Regions from separate parts of the Mus musculus genome. Here region 1 is linked to region 2. A link is a contact called in public HiChIP or PLAC-seq data. All regions are on one chromosome and are shown on one strand. The core of a region is the stretch at or near the end of the contact, and the rest is flanking DNA. Distances in the headings are between cores, read along the strand shown. Region 1 overlaps Arhgap1 (Rho GTPase activating protein 1). Region 2 has its middle 10 kb from the start of Spi1.

Region 1 (6,248 bases), core at 125-2,624, 580 kb after region 2:
GGTGAGGCAGAAGCTCATTCCTTGTGCTGTGTCTATAAGGCCTCGGGTGCTGTCTGTCTGTCCATCTGTCCGTCCCCCACCCCACCCTGTGACTTCTCTTTCCTTGGCTCCTTAGATAGAGCAGGCAGAGTCTGGTTGGAGGGCCATCATATGTCCAGCCAGGAATCCTCACCTTAGAGTTCAACCTAAGGACGCTGAGTTACAAACCCCCTCTAGCTTTTGTGCCATGCCTGGTGTACCAGGTAGCAGACTTGCGGCCAGGTATTAGGTCCAGTGAGGGAAGTCCTAGGCAGTTGGAAAGCACCTTGGTTTTAGGGGCAGTTGCTGAGGAAGTTGTGCCTATCTGGGGTTTTCCTTTAGTCTCAAGAATCCCTGGGCAATTTGCAGCTGCCTGTCTTCCTTCTATTCACAGACACAGACATACATCATACGCACACCACACATACAGACACACACACATCACAGACATACACCATACACATACTGTACACACACAGACACACACCACAGAGAGAGAGAAACACACTATACAGATACACATCATACACACTACACACATAGAGACATACACTAAACAGATACATACCATACACACACACCACACACAGACAAACACAAACACACACACCTCATAGACATACTCACATCACAAACACACACACACACCATGCATACAGACACATAGAGACACACACTATACAAATACACACCATACATACTACACACATAGAGACATACTCTACACAGATACACACCATACACACACACACCACACACAGACACACACACACCATACATACAGACACATAGAGACACACACCACATTTATACACACCATCTCAGACACATACACATACACCACAAAGACACACAGGCATATACCACACATATACAGACACACACACACACACACTTACACTCACACAAAGACACATACCGTATACATCACACACACAGACACACATCATACACACATAGATACACGTCTCATACACACACCATCCTATTCCCTACCTCCCTACTACTACTACTACTACACACACACACATACTGATACACACTTACCACACACATCACACACAGACATACATACCACATACACACCACACACACATAGACACATATCTCACACACACCATCCCATTCCCTACTTCCCCCCCACACACATACTGACACACACCACACTACACACATCATACATACACTACACACATCAAATACATACCATACACACACACACACACACACACACACACCACACACATCACATACCACACACACATCCAGACAGATAGACAGACACATCATCTCACTGCCTACCCCCCACACACCCTGCCTGCCTGGTCACCATCCCTGCTGAGAGCAGACTGTGCTTCCACTGGCTCTGTGTGCCCTGTTTTCAGTCCTGTTACATCAGACTTGGCTTTCCCCACTCCTCACCCAGATCTAGGAGGTTGAAATGGAAAATACCAGTTGAGCTAGAGCTCTGTATTTTAACTAGCTGTGTGCTTGGAGGTAGCTCTCTGAGTTCTGTTTACATGATGTCTTCCTCAGAGAGTTGTTGTGGGTAATAATGAAATCTAGCATGCATAGTTTTAGAGGATTGCAATTTTGGGAAGTTAAAAATATATAAGTAGTTATTCAGGAAAAAAAAAACTGTAAATTTATGAAGTCTCACAGACCTGTCATCCAGAAAAAAAACCACTGTATTCATTTTTATGTCTTATATAATTTTTTTCATCTTCCGTGTCTACAACATTCTCAGAGACATTCTTTAAAACATGTTATGCTGGGTGGTAGTGGCGCACGCCTTTAATCCCAGCACTTGGGAGGCAGAGGCAGGCGGATTTCTGAGTTCGAGGCCAGCCTGGTCTACAAAGTGAGTTCCAGGACAGCCAGGGCTATACAGAGAAACCCTGTCTCGAAAAACCAAACCCAACCAAACCAAAAACATGTTATTTAGCAGGGTAGTGGTGGTGCATGATTTGAATCTAATCTCAACACTTGGGAGGCAGAGGCAGGAGGATCTCTGTGAGTTCAGGGCCAGTATGGTCTACAGAGTGAGTTATAGAACAGACAAGGGTACACAAAGAAACAAACAAAAACAACAACACCCCCCACAAAAAACCATTATTTAGCTGGGCATAGTGGGTACACACCTTTAATCCCAGCACTTGGGAAACAGAAGCAATTGTACGTCTATGAGTTCTAGGCCAACGTAGTCTACATAAGAAGTTCCAGTGCGGGGCTGGTGAGATGGCTCAGTGGGTAAGAGCACCCGACTGCTCTTCCGAAGGTCAGGAGTTCAAATCCCAGCAACCACACATGGTGGCTCACAACCATCCATAACGAGATCTGATGCCCTCTTCTGGAGTGTCTGAAGACAGCTACAGTGTACTTACATATAATAAATAAATAAACCTTTAAAAAAAAAAAGAAAAGAAAAGATTTAAATGTCTTAGCTTAAAAAACAAATAAACAAAAAGGCATTAAAAAAAAAAAAAAGAAGTTCCAGTGCAGACTCTTAAGCAGTGAAACTCCGCCTTTCCTTTTACTACCAAAACCCCACACAAAACATGTTGTTTTTTCATCTTCTGCACTAATATGCACATAGAAAAGTAACAAATAGTGTACTACTTTTTTTTCATCTTCAAGGCAGCTCTCATTTTGTTTCACAAGCTGACCTTAAACACAAGGGCTCAAGTGCCCTCTTTCCTTCAGCCTCCTGAGCATCACTGCACCCGGTTGGTTCCTTGTGAATCTGTATCTGATGATGCCTGGCCTCAGTCCCAGCACTTGGGAAGCTTATGAAGGAGGATTTTGAGTTCCTGGCATGTCCTGAGCTACAGAGTGCGACCTTTTTTCAGAAAAACCTACATACAAAATAAAACAGCAACTCCATACCTATCAGTGTCACCCCATCCGCACCCCACTTCCAATTGGCTCTTCCAGTGTCTGCCTCAGGGCTGACCGCTGTTGTGATGCCTGACTTCACAGCTTAGCCCTGCCTGTAGAAGCATCCTGTGAGATAGTCTATTTATAGATGTCCCATGATTTATTGAGCCAGTCTCCTGATACTGGACAATTTGCTGGCTACTTAGTTGTTGTTTTTTCCGTAATAAAACTCTGGAATGAACAGTCTCCTACAAGAATGCTTCTACTCCTCTGTTTCCTCAGGAAAGAGTCCTCAACATGCTTTTCTGTGATCAGAGATGGGGTGCGCTGCCCAGCTTCTGATAGGCATCTCTTTATTGCACACAAAGGTTACTGCATGTATCCATGGATGAGGGTGTCGTCCACTTTACTGTCATCTTTGCTCCTTTCCTAAATGCAAATGCCATCGTTTTATGTGACAGCCCTTTGCCCTTTGTAAACTTCCGGTGTGGAAGTGTGAATAAGGGCTCAAGTATTCTTGGTCTAATACTGGTCAGAATCTGGTCATCTAGCATTAGTACACATATGCCCTGCCTACCTGTGCTGGTCCAGCTCTGCACCCGGGGACTAGTCATTAGGCCTCTGACTCTAGGGCAGGTCGGTAGTCAAGCCACTGGGCACTCTCTCAGACTTCCCTCCTTTTGGATGTTTTTAGCATTGTGCCTGTCCAACATAGACTGGCTTCCCTACTAGAGCCAAGGAGCTGATTGATTATCTGTCTTCTAAGAGGTCTTACCCTAGGCTCTTCCCCCTCCCTATTGTTCATTACTTCCAAACTTTCCAGTGTGCTCAATGTGAGTATGTGTGTGTGTGTGTGTGTGTGTGTGTGTGTGTGTGTGTGTGTATGTTGGGGGTACATACCCTACTGTGAGCATAGGGAACATGAGGCGTATGGCTTTGTGGTCCATTAAGAGCCTAGGGATGGGAATAGTTGAGCTTCTGGTCTTCCTGATGTCCTTTCATAAACACAGTATTTTATAAACTGTACCACAGATCATATAAAATAGGCAGAACTGTTCCAAGGTCTAGAGTGCAGTCTTGGAGTTGGTCACTTCACTACTAGGTCCTACCACAGCTGAAACCTTGGCTAAGCACTTGACCTCTGCAGATTGCCCTCATTAGTAAGATGTGTTAACTTTAGCCTCAGTTGTTCCGAGGGAAGAATGAGGTATTAGAGGTACTTGGCAAACACTGAAAGCTTTTTTCCAATATCAGTGACTGTGCTTGTTACTGCCTCATGGAGATTCCAATGTCAAACCCTGTCAACTGTGCTTACACAGCCCGGTCTGCAGCTCAGGGCCCCTGACTGCTGCTGCTGCTGCTCACAATGAGGGCTTTTGCATACTCACTTCTGCCTTAGGCCCACCCTCTACCTCCTTCCTGGAAAGCGGCTGTGGATTACATAGCCAAATGATAGCAGGGAGGGTTTGAGGAGAAGGAAGCCTTGATGCAAGCACTGGTTTCTATGGTAACAGGCCACACCTGTTGTGCAGAGGGCAGGTCTGAGCAGGTCTTTTGTGTGTATGATGTTAGGTATTAAGCTTGTAGCTCACACATGCTAGGTTGTGTATGATGTTAGGTATTAAACTTGTAGCTCACACACTGCTCTACCATAGAGCCACAACCCCAGTCCTGGACATTTCTCTTGAAGGTATTTGAAACACACATTGGACCAGTATGTGGAGAGTGACTACACACTCCTGTACCTGCACCATGGCCTGACCAGTGACAACAAGCCCTCCCTCAGCTGGCTACGGGATGCCTACCGAGAGTTTGACCGCAAGTGGGTTGGGACATAGGGATGGGCTGAGCCTAGGGTGGCTAACTCTGAGCTCTGGGTGGTTCTCTTAGTCAGGAACTTACTCCTTATCAATGGAGGCAGGACCCCAACAGCTCTGCCCCTTCCTCCACCATTCACAAGCTTCCTACTTGGCCTGCAGGTACAAGAAGAACATCAAGGCTCTGTACATCGTGCACCCAACCATGTTCATCAAAACTCTGCTTATCCTCTTTAAGCCTCTCATCAGGTGAGCAGGCCACAGGTGGACCACTGAGTTTTTCATGTACCCCTCACACAGCAGGCAGATGGCCAGGGTGGCCAGCTTGGGGTGAGCCTGTCTGCAGGGAGGGCCAAGGCCTGCCGTGAGACCCAGCCTGACCCAGATCCTTCTTTTTACCTCCAGTTTCAAGTTTGGACGGAAGATCTTCTACGTGAATTACCTGAGTGAGCTGAGCGAGCACGTGAAGCTGGAGCAGTTGGGGATCCCTCGCCAAGTGCTCAAGTGAGACAGCAGGGTGGGCCCGAGAGCTGGGTGCGCAGGGGGAAGGGGGGACTTGTGGGTCCACTGGTCAGCTGTGTGCTTGTGTTGTTTGGGAGGCAGAGTAACCTGGGTGGGAGTCAGGAGTCTGGGGAAACTGGAGAAAGGCAGTGTCAAGATCCAGAGATAGATGGAACCCCATTTCTGTCACAAGCTGTTGACTAAATCTCTTTAGAGTGTTTTTTGCTGCGTTACATCAAGTGGGACTATTTTGAGGACATAGGAAATAATGCGTGTAAAATCACACAGTGAAGACTTGATAAAGTTGGCTACAAGACTACAGAGCCGGGGGGCCTGACCCTTGTTCCATCTGCTCCCCTAGGTATGATGACTTCCTCAAATCCACACAGAAAAGCCCTGCAACAGCTCCCAAGCCCATGCCACCACGGCCCCCCCTGCCCAATCAGCAGTTTGGGGTCTCCTTACAGCAGTGAGTATGCTAAAGCCAGGCATGTCAGGCTGGGGGTGGGGTGGGGGTGGACCAGTATGCAGAACCCCAGCTCACCTCTTTGCTCCCTCAGCCTCCAGGAGAAAAGCCCAGGCCAGGACCCCATTCCCATTGTCCTCAGGGAGACCGTCGCCTACTTGCAGGCTCACGGTGAGTGCCATGCAGTCCAAGGCCTGCTGAAGCCAAGCCACCTCGTCACCCAGCTGCCCTTGAGAAACTCTGGGCAGGGCATAGAGAAGTGCGCTCCCAATGACCCTTCTTGGAACTCCAAGACTGATAGGGTAGGGAGGAGCTCCATCCCCCAGAGCGCTGAGACTCACCAGGCCCCCTTGGTTTCCAGCTCTCACCACTGAGGGCATCTTCCGGAGGTCTGCCAACACCCAGGTTGTCCGGGAAGTGCAGCAGAAATACAATATGGGTGAGTGGGCTGTGTGTGCACATTGATGGGGTCTCGGTGTGTGTTTGAGAAGGTGAGGCATGCTGGGAGTTTGAGGGCTGTTAACATGTCCCAGGTTTTCTTCTGGCCAGACGTTTCTGTGTCCTTTGGT
Region 2 (6,177 bases), core at 1,748-4,247:
ACAGAGTTGGGGACAGCACTGAAGTTGAGCCCCCCACGCCCCTAGAGGTGAGGCTGGGGACAGACCTTAGCAGAAGGGGAAACTGTAAGACTGGAGGAATGTAAGGCAGGTGGGACCTACCAGCACCAAGTAAGTCCTGGTGTTGGAGGAACAGAGGGACAGTAGTGGGTATGTAGTTGATGCAGAGGGACACTGCAGAAGGACACTTTTATCCCTGCAGATGGTGCAAAGGTGTTTGAGAGCCCCAACATCCTTCCTGATAAGACTAATGGTCAGATGCAGGGTTCCCCTTCTCCCAGGGACATGGAAACCCATATGATGTATGACCCAGTAGCCTTGGGAGAGACCCATTCCTGGTCCTAGCTGTCAACCTGCTTGCTGGGCTGAGATGGGGTGTTGCCATTAGGGGAAGGCCTTGAGGTTTGACATCGCCTCTTCCCGAAGCTGTTTGTTTTGCTTCTGGGCTGGTGTTTCGAGAACCGAAGGGAATGACTTTGCTTCGTGAAGCACTTACAGAGGGCATCTGGCCCCTGAAGGAGGCTGAGGCTCAAGCCCCTGGATACTGACCAATTTGTGGACTGAGTTAGCTAGCTGTCCTGTTGGTCTAGGATGTTTTGAGATGTGTACCCCACAGGAAGCCCCCCTCTAATCCTAAGATTTACTAACCACAGTGGAGGGGCCCAGTTGAAGCTTCAGAATCCTCTGAGCCTGAGACTCGGGCTCAGGGGCCTCTACAGTTCTGTGCCCTGGGGCTGCCTGAGTGCTGAGTTGGCTGAGTTGGCGACACAGCAGCTGCCCTGGCCATGGAGGCCCAGTTATAAATAAGCGCCATCTGGCCAGGTCATCAAGTTCCGCAGATCCTCCGGTCCAGCTGCATTACCTCAGTGCCCACAGGTCGGACTGCCCAATGCTGGGCTCATCAGAACCCACCCACTCAGACCAAAAGCTGAGTGTGATCCTCGAATCTCAGGCCTAAGCATCTGCAAGCCCCTCAGACCCAAACCTCACTGGACACAGGTCACAGAGGGACAGGGCACATTTCGCCTGCACACACGGAGTCAGAGCGGGCAGCTATTTACAAACCGAAACCGGGAGAAGTGAAGTGGCTGTGGCCAAAGTGGCTCCAGGTCCCCAGCCCCCACTCCCACTCCATCCCCACTGGCCCAGCCCCCTCTCCCCATGGCTTCCTCTTTCCTTCCCCGCATAGCTCCCCAACCTCCCACCGCCTGGTCAGCTCAAGAGTCCCTGCAAGCACCTCACGGTGACCTCTAACTCCCACAGAATGTTCCTGGGGGTCACCTTCTTTTCATCCCAGGACCCCAACAATCAGAGCTCCTGGAGCTGTTCCTTCCCACCAGCCTCAGCTCACCCTGGGCTGCAGGAACACATTCCCACAGTTCTCGGTTCCCTTTCACGCCTGGAAAAGCTTCAACCTCAATGGCCGCCACAGTGCTTCTGGTCTCCACCCAAGGGCGGCTTCTCTGCCCGCTCTTAACCTTCACAATGGACAAGTAAGGGCCAAGAGATCTAGCAGGCTTGGGTGGTACTGGAGTCCCCAGGGGCCCTGGCAAGAAGCCCTGGACATCTCTCTATTCAAATTGGATTTCATCCCCGTGTCAGATCAGGCTTGTGAGGGTCGCAGGCGTTTGCACAGTCCAGACTTGAGTTGAGATAGCTAGGATCAGCACTGCCTAGGAACTAGTAGTAGGTTGGTCCTTCAAAATAGACAAATGATTGACAACATAAACCCATTACTTGGAGGCCGAGAATGTAGCTCAGTATGTAGTGTGCTTATCTAGCACAAAGCCCTGAGTTTGGTTCCCAGCACTGTATGAACAGCTGCGGTGGCACACAGTGCGAGAGGATCAGAAGCCCAAGGTTGTCCTCCTATAAGTACCACATTCAAGGCTACCCTGGACTACATGAGACTTTGGTTAAAAAACAACGGGGAAAACCTCTACTGAGGATAGACAGCCTCCCCACATTGATACAGCAGCTTAAAGCTCACAGTCATCTATTTGTCTTGGAAACAAAACAATCTCCTCATCTGTCATAAAGTGGAAACAGAGGCCCTGGGAGGAAGCCATGCATCCAAGGGCACACTGCTCAAAAGCATCTCAATGACATGGCCTCTCCTTTGCCTACCCCGCTCCATTCCTCAGTCTCCCTCCTGGCAAGAGAGACGTTTCCCAGATATGACAAGGACAGAGAGAGAGATGTCCTGAGGAGAAAGCGGGCCTTAGAGATGAGCTTGTCACCTTCCCCGGCTGTATACTACTCATGCTGGTACCCCCCGGTCTTCTCTGCTCACCCCATCCTCCTTTCTTGCCATGTCCTGGCTGAGGGAAGGTGCTAGTCTTAACTTGCTTGGTCCAAAGATAGCTGACTGAGCCCTACCTGTCTTCTCTGATTCCTCACAAACATTTAGTTGGTATACCATGCCAGCCCTTTGTCGGGTTCCCAGTGTCTCTACAGCTGAGACTTATCTTTTGACCCCAGAAACCTATAATCCAATGGGCAGATGAACAACACAATCCCAAGAGCTTCAAGAGAGGGCTGTGGGGGAACAGCGGAGCAGTGAGGATTGCTTGGGCTGGGGAAAGGAGGTACTGGAGAGGGGCTGCTTGGGATGGCGTGTGCGTGACAGGAGAGAGTAAGGACGATGGGCTCTCCATGCTGAGCCACAGGCCTTGGCTTCAGTGGTTCCCATGGTCTGGGTGCCTTTCCTTGCTTTTGACTTTGCTGAATTCCTTACCAACCTACCGAGGCCCTCAGACACACCATAGGGTATGTGTCAGACACACCGGGCCCGGCCTGGCAGCTCCTCACCTGCCTCCTCTTTCCAGAGCCTGAACAGAACCAGCGGCCAGGTCTCCTGGTTCACAATACCCTTGCCAGCCCCACCCGGGCAGGCATCTGCTCCCAGGCTCCAGCCCCCTTTGTCCTCTGCTCTGAAAAGCACCGTTTCCCTTTTCTGGGTGACCACACACCATGCACAGGGAATTTCCATTGTAGCCTGCGGAGTGTCTGATTCACTCAGGCCCCTCACAAAGTTAACTCCTTGCAGGTCCAACACAGTAGGCTGTCTCCCACCCAATCTTGGGTAGCTGTGTACTGACCTTAGGCCCCATAGAAAGGAACTTGAGCTCAGAAACTCCACTTAGCTCCCCTCATTCATCCCAAAACCCTGACCATGCACCCTCAGGCAGTTTCCCAGACATCGAGGGATTGGAGGGGAGGCAAACATGCCCCTTTCTACCTGTGTGGCCTGAAATGAGCCCATGGCTTACCTATAAAGCAGAAGCAATTCCTGTCTGTAGTCTTACTGAAAAGGCAAGTGTGCTGGGCCCACAGTAAGAGCTCTTTATTAGTTTTCTATCTTTTTAAAGAGCCCACTACTCTGATCGGGGTCTCCGCTCAAGACCAGGTCCTCTGGGCTGGCTCTCTCTTTCTGAGAGCAGAGGGCTCAGAGACATTGCCTTTGAGTTGGTGGGGACCTGAAGAGAAAAGCATCTCACAGCCCTTCTTTTCCAATCCTCTGACTTCTTTTCTCGGAAGCTCTTAAGGGACTGAGGACTAAGCAAGATGCTGAGTTCTGGAGACGGGACTGTCTTCTTCCCCAGATTGAGATGCCAGGCATGTGTGTCTCACACAGACTCTGTGCCTACTACCTCAGTTAGCCTTGAGAAATCCCCACCTCCATTCCCAGAGGTATCTTCTATTATTGCTCCTATCTGGGGACAAAGAGCCTGAGGTCCCTAGAAGTGGGTTCCTGGCTCTCAGTTGTGAAGATAATTAGGTATAGGGAGTCACACTGCAGGTCACAGAAAGCACTGGCAGAAGCCAATGAAAGAGGCACATACTAAGTAGACTTTTAGTCTTGGAAACAAGGCTAGGAGGTGATTCTTGTTGATGTCTCTCTGTAGAGCTGAGCCTAAGTTCTGGAGAGGGGAAGGAACTCAGAAGGCTACATGGCCAATCCATGGGGGTTGGGGGAGAACCCGTGGAGCTAGAGATGGGATGGTAGAGGGGGCGCCTTAGAGGAGGTAGGCCTGAGTGGGGAAGCAGCTCTTGTCCTTGGTGAGCAAGCTGGAGGTGTGGTGCTGCCCGTGGCGAGCAGACGGAAGTTGCTGTGGGTGGCGGTGGGTTTGAGGTGCAGGAGACTGAGTGATGTGGCCAGGAGGTGAGAGCTCCGCATCTGCAGGCCTGGTCAGCAGGAGACGGGGTTCAGTAAGATTCAGAGGAGTGTGGGCTGAACTGGAGATTTGTATCTCTCAGTCACCGGCCCTGGAACACATGGGACCAGGAACCGGAATAGAACAGGAGGAGAAACTGAGGCAAGGCTTGGGAAAGACAGAGCAAACTGAAAAAAAAAAAAAAAGGGCACTTAGAGGAGTGTCCAGTAGGGTGTGGAAGACAGTGAGAGCCTGTGTGAGCAAAGCCTGTGGGAGATTGAGAAAGAGCAGAGCTTCTGGGAATGTTGAGTCTTCTGGTTGGCATGGGGGTAGGGCTAGCTGGACTCCCAGTGTAGGAGGCTCCAGCACAGGCCTCCAAGGTATGGGCTCCAGCTCTGGACAGGTAAGAGCTGAGGAAGACTTCCAGGTAGGGAGAGACACAAGAAGCCAAGAGGTGAGACAGCTGAAGAAGGCCAGGCCCTAGGGCACTCAGAGCTGCAGGCATCTCTGCCCTCTGCCCCTAACCCACAGCCACTGTGTGTGCCCATTGCATGACTCTCACCTCTCTGACCTCAGTCTCTCACCTGCAAAATAGCACTGATAAGTCCTGCCTGGTGGAACCACGAACAGGTCAGAGGAGCTGACATTGGCATACAGTAGAAACTTAATAAACGCCAGTTGCCCACAGTACTCAAAAAAGCACTTGCAGGAGGCTTTTTCTCCCGTCTTTTCTGATCTGGCTTGGCTGAGTAAGTCTACAAGATATAAAGCCACTTCAGAGGCTCAGTTGCCTGCTACCAGGGAGGTTGATAACGGAGGTGACTTCAGATCTTGATGGGTGAGACTGTACCCACCACTGTGCCCACAATCAGAGTCAAGGTCAAACTCCAGCCCCCAGCCCTGATTGATGCCCCCTCTGGGTCTGCTCTTAGGGTTCTTCTGCTGTTCCCACATCTGATGATGTCGACACTGGGTGGCCCCGATGCTTGGAGCCCTGTGCGTTCCTTCCCTCACCTGCGTCCAGGGCTTGCTCAAATCTACTGTTCTGTTCTGCGTGTCTCCTTTCATATATCAACCTTCCAGCATGTGCACCCCTTTCCCCAGATGCCTGCCCCTTTTATCTACAGCTCCTTTGCTTCTAACAGGCAGTGGAAGATTCTCGCTTCTTCTGGTCACCTGGCATCTAGAGAACTCAAGTAAATATTTGTTGACTTTCTTTTTCTTTTTTTCTTTCTTTCTTTTTTTTTTTTTTTTTTTTTTTTTTTTTTTTTTGGTCTTTTGGTTTTTTGGTTTTTTCGAGACAGGAACTCACTTTGTAGACCAGGCTGGCCTCGAACTCAGAAATCCACCTGCTTCTGCCTCCCGAGTGCTGGGGTTAAAGGCGTGCACCACCACACCCAGCTTGTTGACTATCTTAATGTTCTCAAGAGCCAACCCAGTGTTGTGGCCAAAACTTGTGGAGCTCTGAGGGGCCTAAGTAACGCAGGCTGGGGCCCCAGGAACCTCTCCCAGTGTCTCAACCATGAGAGGAAGTTGCAAGACGGCCATTTCAGTACACGGACAGGCTCAGCTCTTTATGGTCAGCTTTCCCAGCCCTCGATGGGAAGGTCTGTGTTTTCACACGCATTCTGCCACAGCTCCTGGGGTTCTGTGTGGAGGAAAGTGGGAAGGGGAGTCCTCTCACTTCTCAGTCCTTTGGGCTGCCGTGCCGTGCTGTGCCAGGGAGGTTGAGGGTCTGTAGTTGGAGGGCTTCTGCTGGTTTCTGGTGGCTGGCCTAGTCTGCGATTGCATTAACACCCTGCCCACCCCCATCAGCAACCAGCCCAGAGGGGACAAAGGGATATACAGCTACCAGGCTGCTGATCTCCCTGTCACTCTGAAGGCCACCTCTTGCAGCACCATCATGTGTACTGCTATTAGGACGATAAATTGGTACAATTCAGTTGTGCAAGATAAGGCAATACTTATCTGTCTATCATCTCTCTCCGAATTAAAAACGCAC

What was found. HiChIP or PLAC-seq counts read pairs in DNA pulled down with a chosen protein or histone mark.
Region 1: a contact with region 2 is called in an H3K27ac HiChIP or PLAC-seq map of bone marrow-derived dendritic cells, with 2.9 times the contacts expected there. The contact joins two enhancer-like sites. A contact is called at or near these places in 4 of 39 promoter capture datasets (cranial neural crest, embryonic stem cells and liver) and 3 of 115 datasets of contacts at active chromatin or transcription factors (bone marrow-derived dendritic cells, bone marrow-derived macrophages and memory CD8 T cells).

What each region holds. Positions count from the first base shown.
Region 1 is chr2:91,663,612-91,669,859 of GRCm38.p6, forward strand. It overlaps Arhgap1 (Rho GTPase activating protein 1), which reads left to right. Exons shown (of 14, transcript NM_001359970.1): 6 at 4,586-4,717; 7 at 4,875-4,961; 8 at 5,118-5,216; 9 at 5,575-5,682; 10 at 5,774-5,850; 11 at 6,041-6,118. Among named protein-coding and RNA genes, the nearest start is that of Arhgap1, 17 kb to the left of the region's middle. Within about 2 kb of position 1,375, at least 17 of the 459 cell types and tissues checked have an H3K27ac peak or open chromatin away from gene starts, as enhancers often do. A contact at or near this core is called in bone marrow-derived dendritic cells, where this site is marked.
Region 2 is chr2:91,083,549-91,089,725 of GRCm38.p6, forward strand. It overlaps a transcript of Spi1 not described here. Among named protein-coding and RNA genes, the nearest start is that of Spi1, 10 kb to the right of the region's middle. Within about 2 kb of position 2,998, at least 60 of the 459 cell types and tissues checked have an H3K27ac peak or open chromatin away from gene starts, as enhancers often do. A contact at or near this core is called in bone marrow-derived dendritic cells, where this site is marked.